2 separate regions of the Mus musculus genome follow, and region 2 is linked to region 1. A link is a contact called in public HiChIP or PLAC-seq data. All regions are on one chromosome and are shown on one strand. The core of a region is the stretch at or near the end of the contact, and the rest is flanking DNA. Distances in the headings are between cores, read along the strand shown. Region 1 overlaps Ppp2r5e (protein phosphatase 2, regulatory subunit B', epsilon). Region 2 overlaps Gm40447 (collagen alpha-1(II) chain-like).

Region 1 (6,349 bases), core at 2,209-4,708:
CAGAAGTGTCTGAGAAATGAAATGGATGGTTTGTAAGTCTCAACGGTTGAGCAGGATGTGAAAGGAAGAGATGGGATGCAGCCTGTGACAATGACTGCATCACAAAGAGATTGCACAACCACACTGCGCAGACACCGTGCGTGTCACCCCTGAAATCATTCTCCAAATATAAAACTTCAGTCTAATCAGGGAAAAATATCAGAAACACCCATTTCCAGATACTTCTAAAAAGCAACTGACTAGAAACATTCAAAAGTGGAACTCTCCTAAGTTGGAAGAGACTTAGGAAACACGTGAAGTATGGGCTGGCTTCTGGAAGAAAGGCACATCAAAGGCAGAGACTACAGGGACAGAGAAGAAACAGAAGCAGACCTAAGAATAATGTCCCACAGTGGGAAAAGACTTTAGCACAGAAGAGGGCTGGGCGACAGGTACGGGAGAAGGCAAATGGAAAGTACTCAAAGGAACTGAACTCTTAAGAAAAAAAGGATGATACTGGATATGGTTTCAGATTTTATGAGTTTCTAGGCTGAAGGTAACACCAGCAGAAAAATTTGTGCTTCTGGCCAGAAGAAAGGTGAAGATAGTCACAGCAACTGGAAACTAAAACATAGCCCTGGGAACAAAGAACAGAAAGGAGCAGTACAAATTAGGTGTGAGCCAGCCAGATCCTGTGGATAAGCCACGGCCCCTGCATCCACAGAACTCCTGAGAAGGTTAAAGCTGTGACCTGAGGTTGGTACCACTGCCTCAGTTAAATATCTGCTTGAAAATAAATCGATATTCCTCAGAAGAATATATGCAAATCCAGAGTTCCCATAATGTAATATTCAAGGTAACAAGACAGAAACCCCAAACAAGACAAGTTTTCCATGAGCAACCTGCCCACTAAGCTATAATGGACATATACAGAAGTGACAACACTGTCACAGATGGAGAGGAAATGAACATCACTCGTTGCTGGAGGAAAAGGAATTAGTGAAGCTGCCCTGGAAACCATTCACGGTTCCTCCGAAAGTCAGACAGTGGGGCTGGCAGGACACAATCTAATCTTTTTATCTAATGATAAAAAGAAAGCAAGCTATCACCACACAAAAGATTATTCCGCCACGACAACTACTGCTACTGAATAATCTTCAAAGTATTGCGCTAGGGTCAGGGGAGGTAGGTCGGTAGTCAAGAACACTGTTTTTCCAGAGCATCCATGTTCAATTCCCAGTACCTACACAACCACCTGCAACTCCAGTACTAGGAGATCCAACACCCCTGTGGACATCAGACACACATATGATAGACAGACATATATTCAGGCAAAACTCATACACGTATGAAAATTTAAATGTTATGCTAAGTGAAAAGGCCAGACCTGAAGGGCTATACCTTGTCTGATTCTGCTCTGCTTAGGGAACTCTACAACTTGAAGATACTGAAGAGCCTGACCTGACATCAGAGAGGAAGGACTGCAGCATCCACTGTTTCTGGACCATCTCAGTCTGTCAGTGCTGCTGTATAGAACTCCAGACATTAATGGATAAAGAAAAGAAGTTTAAATGTCTCACTGGTCCAGAGGAATTTCTCTCACAGTTCTGGAGGCTGGTAGGTGCCCTAGCATTTGGGGAAGACCTTCTTGCTGCGTCAGCTCATGGTAGAAGACCAGAGTAAGAGACAGGGAGAAAAAAAGGACAGGCCTGGACTTAACCTTTCATAATTGACTCATTCCTGCTGTGACAGAATCATTCCACTCACATCTGTTAGACTCTCACAGACTGATCACCTATGGGCACCACCTCTAAATGTTATTGAAGACTCCATTTCCTACAAGTTTTGGGAGTACACACATTCAAAACATAAGACTTGGTAGTATCCAAGTAATGATTCTTCTGAAGTTACCAACTCCATATATTCCCCATTACTCACTAACATTTACTTACTTTAGGAACATCACGACATCCCTCAATTTTGTGTGGCAATAGGAAGGGTCCACCATACTGAAATTCTTCAAAATAAATGCCAAATTAAAAGGCATCGATGATACAATCATAAAACTATAGGGGGGACGAGTGGAGAAGATATCGAGATCTAAAGCCACATTTTTGTGGCACTTTCTTGAGGCAAGGCTTCTGTCATAACCCCATTACAAAAACTAGAAGCTCGCCGGGCGTGGTGGCTCACGCCTTTAATCCCAGCACTCGGGAGGCAGAGGCAGGCGGATTTCTGAGTTCAAGGCCAGCCTAGTCTACCAAGTGAGTTCCAGGACAGCCAGGGTTACACAGAGAAACCCTGTCTCAAAAAAACCAAACCAAACCAAACACCAAACTGGAAGCTCACAGTGGAAAACAATGGATCTAGATTCCCACTCAACAACCTACATACAAATAACCCAACTATACATGGAACATCCTAGCTCCAGGTGACTCTAAAACGTGACATGCTCCAATTCGCCATGAGAGCAAATTCCACAGAAGGCAAATACTGCAAAGAAAGGACTCCATGGCAGCTTTAGGAGGAGTACAAATGACCTCCCACTCTTCTGAGCAGGCTCTGCGACTGCTTGACCAGCAGGAAGTGGTGAAACAGTTGCTATCAGTCTCTGGAGCCAGGCCTCAAAGGATGGGTAGTTTTCACTTCCAGTTGCCACAGGGTGGTCCAATGAGGAAGTCCTGAGAGGAAGAAATGGGACATCTGGCAGCACTCCAGGCCACGGGCAGCATAAACTCCGCCAGCCCTGCTGAAGTGAATCTGCTCCTCCTTTAGATATTCCTCGTCACACTAAAGGACCAGACGGAATATTCTCACCAGTCCTACCCCATGCTGCAGCCTGGGAGGCAGAATAAGTGGAACACTGTTATAGTGATAGCCACTGGGCCACTCCCTAGACCCCTAGACATAACGTTTCTCAAAACTGAAACCTGGTAACACTCACCCCACACACACATCTCAAAACTCAGTTCAACATTATTAGTATGACCCAAAAGGCCACAGGGTCGACAATAAAGACAAGCAGCCAGGCACCTGCACCCTTCAGTGCTTATTTATTAGGGACACCCACAGTACAGAATCTCACATAGCTGTCAACGGGAGGATTACATTGCTTTGGGGAGCACCTCTGCTTAGTCTGTAACCACTTTTGAGAGAGTATATTATTTTCAAAGATGAACGCTTATTTCCAAGTGTGTAAGCTGCCACCTGCATCCTGCTGTTTGAAACGGAAGAAGTCTGGTTCAACAGGGGCTGGAAGTGTCTTGGGTAATTTTTTACTTTGAAGTGGATCAGAAGGCTTCCCTGCCTGGCTAAACCAGTCTGTCATTTTTCATATGCAACTTTTCATATTGTTTCATTTTCACATCTATGCACCAACGGATGTTTTGAAAACTTAAGAAAAACACTCATCCACAGCTAACACTGTGGCTTCCTAGCGGGGGGAAAAATGAACGTGTGCTGCCCTCTCCTGCCACAACAATGAAATGAGGGAGAGGAGAGGCTGGAGCTGAGATGAAACCCTCAGGCCTGAGGAGATGGGCATGCCATTCTCATTACACTCCAATCAAAAGCCAGACAACAAGAAAACGTGTTGGTAATATTTATATTTGAAATTTCCCCATTGATACATGAGGTTTAGATTACAACTTATTTACAGTAAGTGATTTAAAAAAAAAAAGGGATGGGTTGAGAAAGAAAGAAAATGGAGGAGAGGATGGGGGAAGGGAGGGGAGGAAAGGAAACCTAGGCTCACAGACGTCATAGCACGGGGCGTTGGTTTCCAGGAGACGCTACAGCTGGCCGCTCTCGTGCACAAGCGGCAGACAAATGGAACATTCCGCTGGCTCAAGCTCCGCTCACCCTCCTCTCGGACGCACACCCCTTCTTTCAGGTTCTCAAAAGTAAACATAGAGGAGTATAAAATGCGTTGCCAATATTACTTATTACAAAAGTCCTTTATGGCTCCTCCCTAACTCCACGAAGAGAAGCAGCTGAGCCAGAATACAAAAATAAAATATTCATGTGCAAATAAAATGTCACGGATCATATCTCCTGTTGCCTTTCTGAGACAGGTGACCGTCACTTTGTGGGAATGTTGGCTAATAACATCAAAGGAGAGCGGCTCTTCCTTTCCTGGGCCAGGTCAGTGTATCAATTAAAATGGAAAAACAAAGCAAGAAGACCTTCGGAATACTTAGTGATGTTGATACCAGCCTCCCATCCACACACCACTCCCCGGCTCCATCCCTAAAATAAAGTCTACTTTATTTCCCTTTCCATAAAGTGATTGAGCCTAGGGTTATGTGTTCAGTATAGGAGGTGTGATGACAAGTGCTCCCTAGGTCTGCACCTTGGACTGCCGCACGCACGGGAGATACAGAGCCAGCGCGATCCTGCCACTTAGGGAAAGAGCCCAAGGAGGAGGGAGGGGCTTATCCCTGCATCCAGTCACATTCAGGGGTTATTCATTTACTTTTTATTTTCTTTTATTAAAAAAAAACAGTCAATGTCAGGAAGAGCAAAATATAATCAAAACCACAGCGGACAATAACTAAACAGTGATGAAGGAGCACTGGGGCCTGGGCACAATGAGGAGTGGACGCTTGATCCAGAGGAGACGGTCACTTCGCTCACACAGCTGCTGCAGGCTGCAACCTGCAACCTCGGCATCATTCTAAATCACAGGGTTATATTTTAATTTTTTTATTCCAAGGACATTCTTAGTCCCATCCCTGAAACCAATATGGTAGGGATAAGGTTGAAGTGGTCACCACTCACTAACTACAATATTTGCTATTGAAAAAATATATTTATATATAGTTCTGGAAACTATGAAGCAAACAAAATATAACACAGAGCTGAGTTTGTCACAGTTAACTCACATTGAGTGACAGCAGGATTGCCCAGGGAGGTCAGACAGGGGGGCTGCTGCAAATGCAGCAAGTATGTCCTTAAATATGTCACATAGTGCAACAATCAAGTCACCTGGGCTAGCTTCTCCTCACCACACACAACATGACAGAGGTCACATTGTCACTTTTGGTTAAAAGGGAAATGAGTGTTTCTTCTCAGAGATTGCCCTGTGAGTTCTGACATTCAGCTCTCATCACATCTTTAAATAGTCTAAAGCTTAGCTTCATTCCTCTCAGTTGGGAATGACCAACAGACAACACTGACCCTTAGCTCTGAGGACAGGACACGGTGCAGAAAGAGGTCCTGACCTTCCTCATGTCAAATGAGCACATGTCATCCCCAGAGGGACCACAGCAAGCAAGGTCTACACTATCAAAGATATGTGTAATGAAGATGGAAACGGCTAAGACAGCTAAGGGAGATGTGCTATGGTTTGCTTCTTAGCATCAATATGTGAACATGCAGCTCTGCTCACACTTTCCAGGTCCTCAGATGGAACCCTCCTTAACGCTCTTTAAGAGTCCTATTTATTCCACTGAACCATCTTGGACTTGGTGGTACGCATACCTTTAAAAAACAAGAGAACAAAGGTACCTAAATGAAAATATCCATAATTAGCTTACATTTATGTACACATTGTGACTGACAATCTGGAAATACTTCATAAGTGAAATAGGTCAGTGGCTTTTCCCCTCCTTTTCCTTGGAAACAACAAAGCTCTATATATTCTACTTTACATTTAAAAGGAAGGAAGAAAATATACAAGCCCATATTTATACTGTATTTCTACTAAGAGCAACAATAGCTCATGTGTGTTCATGTTAGCTATAATCACAACTCAACATATGAACACAGAGTCGGCTCTATGCCATGAACACTGCTGGATGTGATGGCTCGGGGTTATGGGCTCACCACTGTCCTGTCTCTAACAAGAAAAAGCTTCCTGGAAACAAACCCCACAACACACACTTGCCAATACACAGCGATGCAACACATCGGGTGAATACATACTGCACACCTGTACATCAGCAACTTACCTACCCAGGGGGACCCAGTACAGAGACAGTAAGCCCAGCTAGAGCACAGCCCTCGGGTTGGTTTGGTTTTGTTTTGTTTTTAACTTAAACAATTTGGTCACGATGCACCTTTGATATAAAAGCATTTTTTAAACTTTATTATTAATACTCAGGACATTAGGAATTTCCAGATTTTTTTCAGTAGCATTTGTAGAACCACTTTTGGTAACAAATACAGTAGTTAGGAATATGCATCCAATTCAGAACGCATAATGTTGATCCTGAATCCTTTCTGGCTAAAAACAGGGCTGGCGCTGTGGTGAGCTAGAGAAGGAGGATGTTCCTCCCAGAGGCTGCACCCTGCATCCTCTTCTGCTGAAATACTTTGTAAGTACACATTAGGAAGTAAGGCATCAACTGCAAACAGTTCATGCTGTTTG
Region 2 (6,349 bases), core at 1,468-3,967, 320 kb after region 1:
AATGATTGATGGGGGTGGGGGTGGAGTACAGACCAATATGGGCAATGCCACTCCTGGGTTGTATAAGAAATAGGCTTAGCAAGCCAGTATACAGCATTCCTTTATGGTCTCTGTTCCAAGTTCCCGCCCTGACTTCCCTCAATGATAGATTATGATCTGGAGTTCTAAGATGAAATAAACCCTTCTATTCCTATGTTATTTGGGTCATGGTGTTTATCACAACACCAAAAAACAAACTAAGGCACATGAGTACTCATGCCACCATAACATATTGGTTCTTTGAGACATTTGACTGTTCTATAACTTACCCTGTAGACTAGTCTTGCGCGCGCTCAACTGGCCAGGAAGAACGACGCTGCAACAGGATCCTTCTGCACACGTTTATTGGGAGAGCATTGATTGCATAGGCGAAAGAAGAACAACAACCCCGAACAAAGAAAATGATGCTGCTTATATACCCCTCCATGTGACGTGTCAGCTCCTGACTAGCTGCTCACTCATCATCCCACTACTACGCCCCGGGATGGGCAGTGACTTGGCATGAATTTACTCTTGCACCTGCGCACATTACTTGTTTACCAGCTAGGCACAGCGGAGGCTCATGATGGCAATTGCTCAAGGCTCTCCACAGACTAGGTTGGCCTTGAACTCACAGAGATCTATCTACCTGCCTCTGCCTCCCTAGTGCTGGGGTTACTGGCATGCACCTCTACTGCTCAGCAACTAGATGCATTTCTATGTGCACATAGAAATACATGCATATATACATGTACATATGCATGTATATGTATATGCACATGTGTACATTTTGCTTGTTTGTATGTGTGTGTGCCATATATTAGAGCATATCTGTTCAATTATCTTTTCACATCTCAGATTTTTACAGGTCATCAGTCCTCTGCTAATTGTAGTCCCAGAAGATCCTATACCTTCTGTGGCTTCCTCAGATACTGCATAAATAGGATGTAGACATACATGCAGGCAAAACACCCATATACATAAAACAAAATAAATAAATACATTTATTGTAGCGTGGAGAGTGACTAAGGAAAACATTCAACAATGACCTTTGATTTCTACTTGTGCATGCAGAGAAGAGCACATGTACACATGCACATGTGCACACAGAGGGACAGAGAGAGACAGAGTAAGACAGACAGAGAAAGAGAGTTAAGCTCAAGTAGCTAATGTAGGGCTGGCAAGATGGGTCAAATAGTAAAAGACTGATGACCTAAGTTTGAATCCCAGAACCACCTACTATATATATATATATAAATCTGCCTGTTTTGTGGGGAGTGACCCCAGAGGCAAGAGGTCTATCAGACTTACTCCTAGCCCAAGATCTGCCTATTGTTCGCTTACTTTTTTTCCTAGGAGTATTTTGAGGATACAAGGAGTTAATTCATGCAAAGAATTTAGACTAGAGCTTGGTATGCATAAATCTTCAGTAAGTAGTGGGCTGTTAGTTTCATTATCACTAGTGATAAGGACTGGCAATTAGAGTTGACTAGGCAGTTTAAGGTCAGGACTCCTAGGGTGAACAGGCCCATTTTTAGCCAGAAGCAGGAAGGAGCCCTGGTTTTCCAGGCAGGAAGGACAGAAGGAAGCTCTGGTTTCTTATCTCTTTCCAAAAGCGCTGCCTGCAGGCTCTGCATGAGGAAGTGACCGGAAGTCCTGTTCAGACACTCATTCCTTCTAGTGAGCAACTTTGGAGTTGGATTTCTGGATTTTCATGATAGCAATGGGTTGTATTTATTTCTCCCTCGATTCAGCTCATCTCCTAGAGGATTTTAGATCTTGAAGGGAAAAGTTACGGTAGTCTTGGAGGCATCTGAGGACAGCTACTGGAGCTCTGTTGAAACCCATTACGCGAAAGTCTAAAGCCGTTTCCTCCTGGTCAAAACAATGGAGTAACCAGGTATGGTGACTCACATCTGGATCTGTGAATTTGAGTTAGACCATTGAATATCATAGTCTCCTCCCTTAAGAGTTAATTCACAAAAAGAAAAAGAAAAACATTTTGAAAAGAGTTAACTCAGGAGTCTAGAAAGAAGGGTCAGCAGTTAAGAGCATTTTCTGCTTTTCCAGAGGAAAAACCTTCCCAATAAACCTGCCGTGTGTGTGTGTGTGTGTGTGTGTGTGTGTGTGTGTGTGTGTGTGTATAAAACCAGCCAAACAAAATAAAACATCTCAGTGGGACTAGAGAGATGACTCGGCGGCGGCTAACAGCACTTATTGTTCTTTCAGAGAACACTTCCTTGTTCAGTCCTAAAACTCAACTTATGCAGGAATCTGCCTTGCTGCTTTGGTATTGTTCATTCGGCTCAAATTTTGCACCCTTGACACTCATATATCACGCAGCTCCCTTTCCTCCCCCCCCCCCCAGAACTTCAGATGTCTTTTCTACAGAATAAACACCTCAAAGGTTTTCACAGATTTTTCCCTCCAAAGTTTTTAATACACTTTGTGTGTGTGTGTGTGTGTGTGTGTGTGTGTGTGTGTGTGTGTGTGTGAGTGAGTGACTCTTTTCTCCTTCCTCTGTGTGGGTCCTGGGGCTGGAACTCAGGTCATCAGGCGTGGCAGCAGGCACCCTTCCCTGCGGAGGCCTCTAACTGCTGCACAGCTGTGCTGTTTTGATGGTTTTAAGTCCCTCGGCTTCTCAACCTCCAAAGTACAGATTGGTTTGTGAGTGTTCTGTTTCTTCTGTGAGAGCGCTACCCTGACGTCATCCCGGAGAAGCGCCAGGAAGTCACCCAATGTTGCTCCTGTAATTGCACTTGATGTTAAACTTGGCTGGTCTCTGATAAACAGGTGAAAATAATTATGGCTTTGTCTGTGTCTGTGTGAATTGTTGAGCACCACCTGCATGCAGGATTCCTCAGAGGTCAGAAGGCCGCACTGGAGCCCCAGGATGGGGGCCTCTGCCAGAGCAGTAAGTACTCTTACCCATGAGCCAGCTCTCCAGCCCCTGCACACATTCTAATCAGCACAATGCATATATGCATTTTACTTCTCAGTGTTAGGGCTCAAACCCAGGCATCATGCAGATTAAGAACACACTGTCCCACGGAGGCTGGTGACATCGTGGCTCAGTGAGTAACAGATCGAGATGGTAGAAAGAGAGAATCAACCCCTGCCAAGGTGTCCTGAGACTTCCCACAAGTATGCCATGTGTAAATACATGAGTAAAATAAATGAGATGAAGCGACTTAAAAATACTTTAGCCTAAATAACTTACAAATTGAAGTTGATTTCTCATAGTTTTGCAGAGCAGGAAGTTTAAGATCAAAGTATCAAGAAATTCAGTGTCTTCATGAGTCTTTGCTTAACTGAAAATGTCATCTGTGTCCTCATGTGCTGGAAGGGACACTTGCCCTCCCCTGGGTCTCTTTTCCAAGCATACTAATCTGGGACAGTGGGACAGTATCAGTTCAGTGATACTGGCTTGCTAGCTTGCTCATGTCCCTGGGTTGGTCCCCAGCACCACGAACATTAATAACACCATTATTCTAAGTCATGAGAGCCCCATCATCACGACTCCTGTTTCAAACTTCTTAGCTCTTGGAGCCTGGAGAGATGCTCAGAGGTTTCAAGCGCCGGCTGCTCTGGCAGAGGAACTGGGTTCAGTTCTCAGCACCCACACCATGGTTGCTACACAGTGCCTGCAACTCCAGTTCCAGGGGATCAAACACCTTTCTCTGACCTCCATGGGTAGACATGTACACGGAGCACATACATATGTGCAAGCACCCGCAAATACATATTGCGTCCCACTCGACCGGCAAGAAAGACACAACAAACTGGAATCTTCTGCGGCAAAAGCTTTATTGCTTACTTCTTCAGGAAGACCCCGAACTGGGAAAATGGCGCCGCTTTTATAGCCCACAGCGTGACGTTTCAGCACCTGATATGGCGTGACAGCTCCTGATTCGTTGCTCGCCCATCACCCCACTATTACACCCCGAGAATGGGAGTGACTAGTGGAGTGAGTTCACTCTCGCACCTGCGTACAAGGCTTGTTTACTAGTTAGGCACAGCGGAGGCCAGCGCCATCTTATAATGGTGATTGCTCGCGGCACGGCTCTCCACAAATACATAACAAATAAAAATAAAGAAATCTCTGGGTTTTATTTTTTTAAATATGCCTACTTCTTCATATTGCTTCATTGAGGACTACGTGTCATATACTAACTGGAAGCATGGTGTTGGTGAGGAAGACCTACAAACACTCGCGCCTACCACCTCCTTCGATTTCTGTAATTGAATGTATATTTAGCCTTCTTTAGGCCATAGTTTTTATTATTGTTTGTGTTGTCTGCAATTGTGGATGAGAGGGACATATGTGGCGCAGCACATATATGTATCAGAGGGCAGTTTGCAAGAGTCCTTTCTCTTCTACCACCTCCACAGTGACACACTTCCTCCAACAAGGCCACACCCACTCCAACAAGGCTATACCTCCTAATAGTGGGCCAAGCATATTCAAACCACCACAGATGTGATAGGAATTCTAGAGGAGCTGGGGTGCTGAGTGATGGATGTGATCATATGTTGTTTGCATGTCTAAAAATTTCAAAGAATAAATAAAAGTTTACAAATATTTCATTAAAAAAGAAAGAAAAAATTCACAATAGCTAAATATCAGTGATAAAACCTAGAAAAATAAAAAAAATTATTTTGTAGTCAACAACTCATGGTTACTGAAGTCATGAATGGTACAGGAGAACCTATCACTGTTACTTCCTTAAGCCAGTGTAGCTCCTAGCTGTAAGTATCTATCCTTATACCCACAGAAAGGTGCAGCTTTCAACAGTCATCAAGGAAAGCTGCTTTTTACAGCAGATGAGACCATTGCAGAAAGGCACGAGTTCACAGAATGCAGAGAACCATGGATCATGTGATGCCCAGCCCCAATGAATATAACTATAACACAACCCCAAACCCTGAAGCTCATAGAACATAGAGGAAGAGAGGGTAGAAAGATTGTAAAAGCCAGAGGGGACTAGGAAATCAGCTTCTTGGCTGTGTCTTCAGGGGAACTACTGCACCCAGGAAATCTCAACAATACGGATGCCTAAACAAAACCTGAATGATAACACCAGTTGACATTTCAGCATGAACAGAGTGTGTGTGTGTGTGTGTGTGTGTGTGTAAAACCACTCCTAAGTGAAGAGGTACAGGCAATTTACTGCTGAGAGAGGGAGAGTCCATCTTTCTCAGGGATGAGGCCCCTAACTGATTAGCTAATATCAAGTGGTTAACCCTAGAAACATACATATATTCAGATAATATGAAATGGACTCAGTGGGTTTTTTTTACATATTTATTTTTATGTGTATGTATGTGTGTGTATAACAATAATAATTAAAGAAAAAGAGTCCATGAATTTCAGAGAGTGCCAGGGGGAATATGAATAAAAGTGACTGGGGAGATAATATAACTATATCTTAATTAAAAGTAAACTTAATTTTAAAAGGAGAAAAATCCCCTAGAGACACATTTTTTTTTTACTCTGTGTGTATGTGTGTGTCTGTGTGTGTTCACATGGATACATGTGTGTACACTTGTGGAAGTCAGAGGACAACTTGTAGAAATTGATTCTCTCACTTCTCCACCACGTGGGTTCAAATGAAAAACTCAGGCCATTGGGCATCTTAACCAGCCGAGCCATCTCAATGGTTGGTTCAGTCTAAGAAGAAATTTAAGCCAAGATTTCCACAAAGGAATGAAAGGTTCCTTCACTGAGCCAGCATGGTGGTGCACGCCTTTGATCCCAACATTCAGGAAGCAGAGGCAGAAAGTGGGGTTCCCATGGGGGCTCTGTAAGGACTGGGCAAGATGCTGGGCAGTGGTAATGCTCGCCTTGAATCTCAGCACTTGGGAAGCAGAGACAGGTGGATCTCTGTGAGTTCGAGGCCAGCCTGGTCTACAGGACAGCCAGGGATACACAGAGACCCTGTCTTAAACAAAGCAAATCAAAACAATGACAAAAAAAAAAGATCAAGCAAGAATAAAAGATTTCTGAAAGCATGATGACTAAAAGTAACTCCAAGTAGAACGTGTAATGAATCTAAGGTGTTTTCAGCAAGCCCCCACCACAAATCCCCACTATGTTGTATTGTGTGGCTTCTCTGCAGCCTGGCTTCTAAACACAAAACGTTTAGACTTCACACTGCATGAGCCATCACATCTGTCCTAGCCCAAGGATGGTCCCACCCACAAGGGGACCTCCCTCCTTGATCACCAAATGAGAAAATGCCTTACAGCTGGATCTCATGGAGGCACTTTCCCAACTGAAGCTCCTTTCTCTGTGATATCTCCAGCTGTGTCAAGTTGACACAAAACCAGC

The links. HiChIP or PLAC-seq counts read pairs in DNA pulled down with a chosen protein or histone mark.
Region 2: an H3K27ac HiChIP or PLAC-seq map of double positive thymocytes shows a contact between it and region 1, with 6 read pairs. The contact joins two enhancer-like sites. A contact is called at or near these places in 3 of 15 datasets of contacts at CTCF or cohesin (the NIH/3T3 cell line and pro-B cells), 29 of 484 Hi-C or Micro-C datasets (the 63-12 cell line, the AML12 cell line, the C10 cell line and 18 more) and 7 of 115 datasets of contacts at active chromatin or transcription factors (double positive thymocytes, embryonic stem cells, large pre-B cells and 1 more).

The regions. Positions count from the first base shown.
Region 1 is chr12:75,446,448-75,452,796 of GRCm38.p6, forward strand. It overlaps Ppp2r5e (protein phosphatase 2, regulatory subunit B', epsilon), which reads right to left. Exons shown (of 14, transcript NM_012024.3): 14 at 3,016-6,349. Among named protein-coding and RNA genes, the nearest start is that of Gphb5, 33 kb to the left of the region's middle. Within about 2 kb of position 3,459, at least 74 of the 459 cell types and tissues checked have an H3K27ac peak or open chromatin away from gene starts, as enhancers often do. A contact at or near this core is called in CD8 T cells, Th1 cells, Th17 cells and 2 more, where this site is marked.
Region 2 is chr12:75,764,369-75,770,717 of GRCm38.p6, forward strand. All of the region lies in intron 3 of Gm40447 (collagen alpha-1(II) chain-like), which reads right to left. Among named protein-coding and RNA genes, the nearest start is that of Sgpp1, 32 kb to the left of the region's middle. Within about 2 kb of position 2,718, at least 49 of the 459 cell types and tissues checked have an H3K27ac peak or open chromatin away from gene starts, as enhancers often do. A contact at or near this core is called in CD8 T cells, Th1 cells, Th17 cells and 2 more, where this site is marked.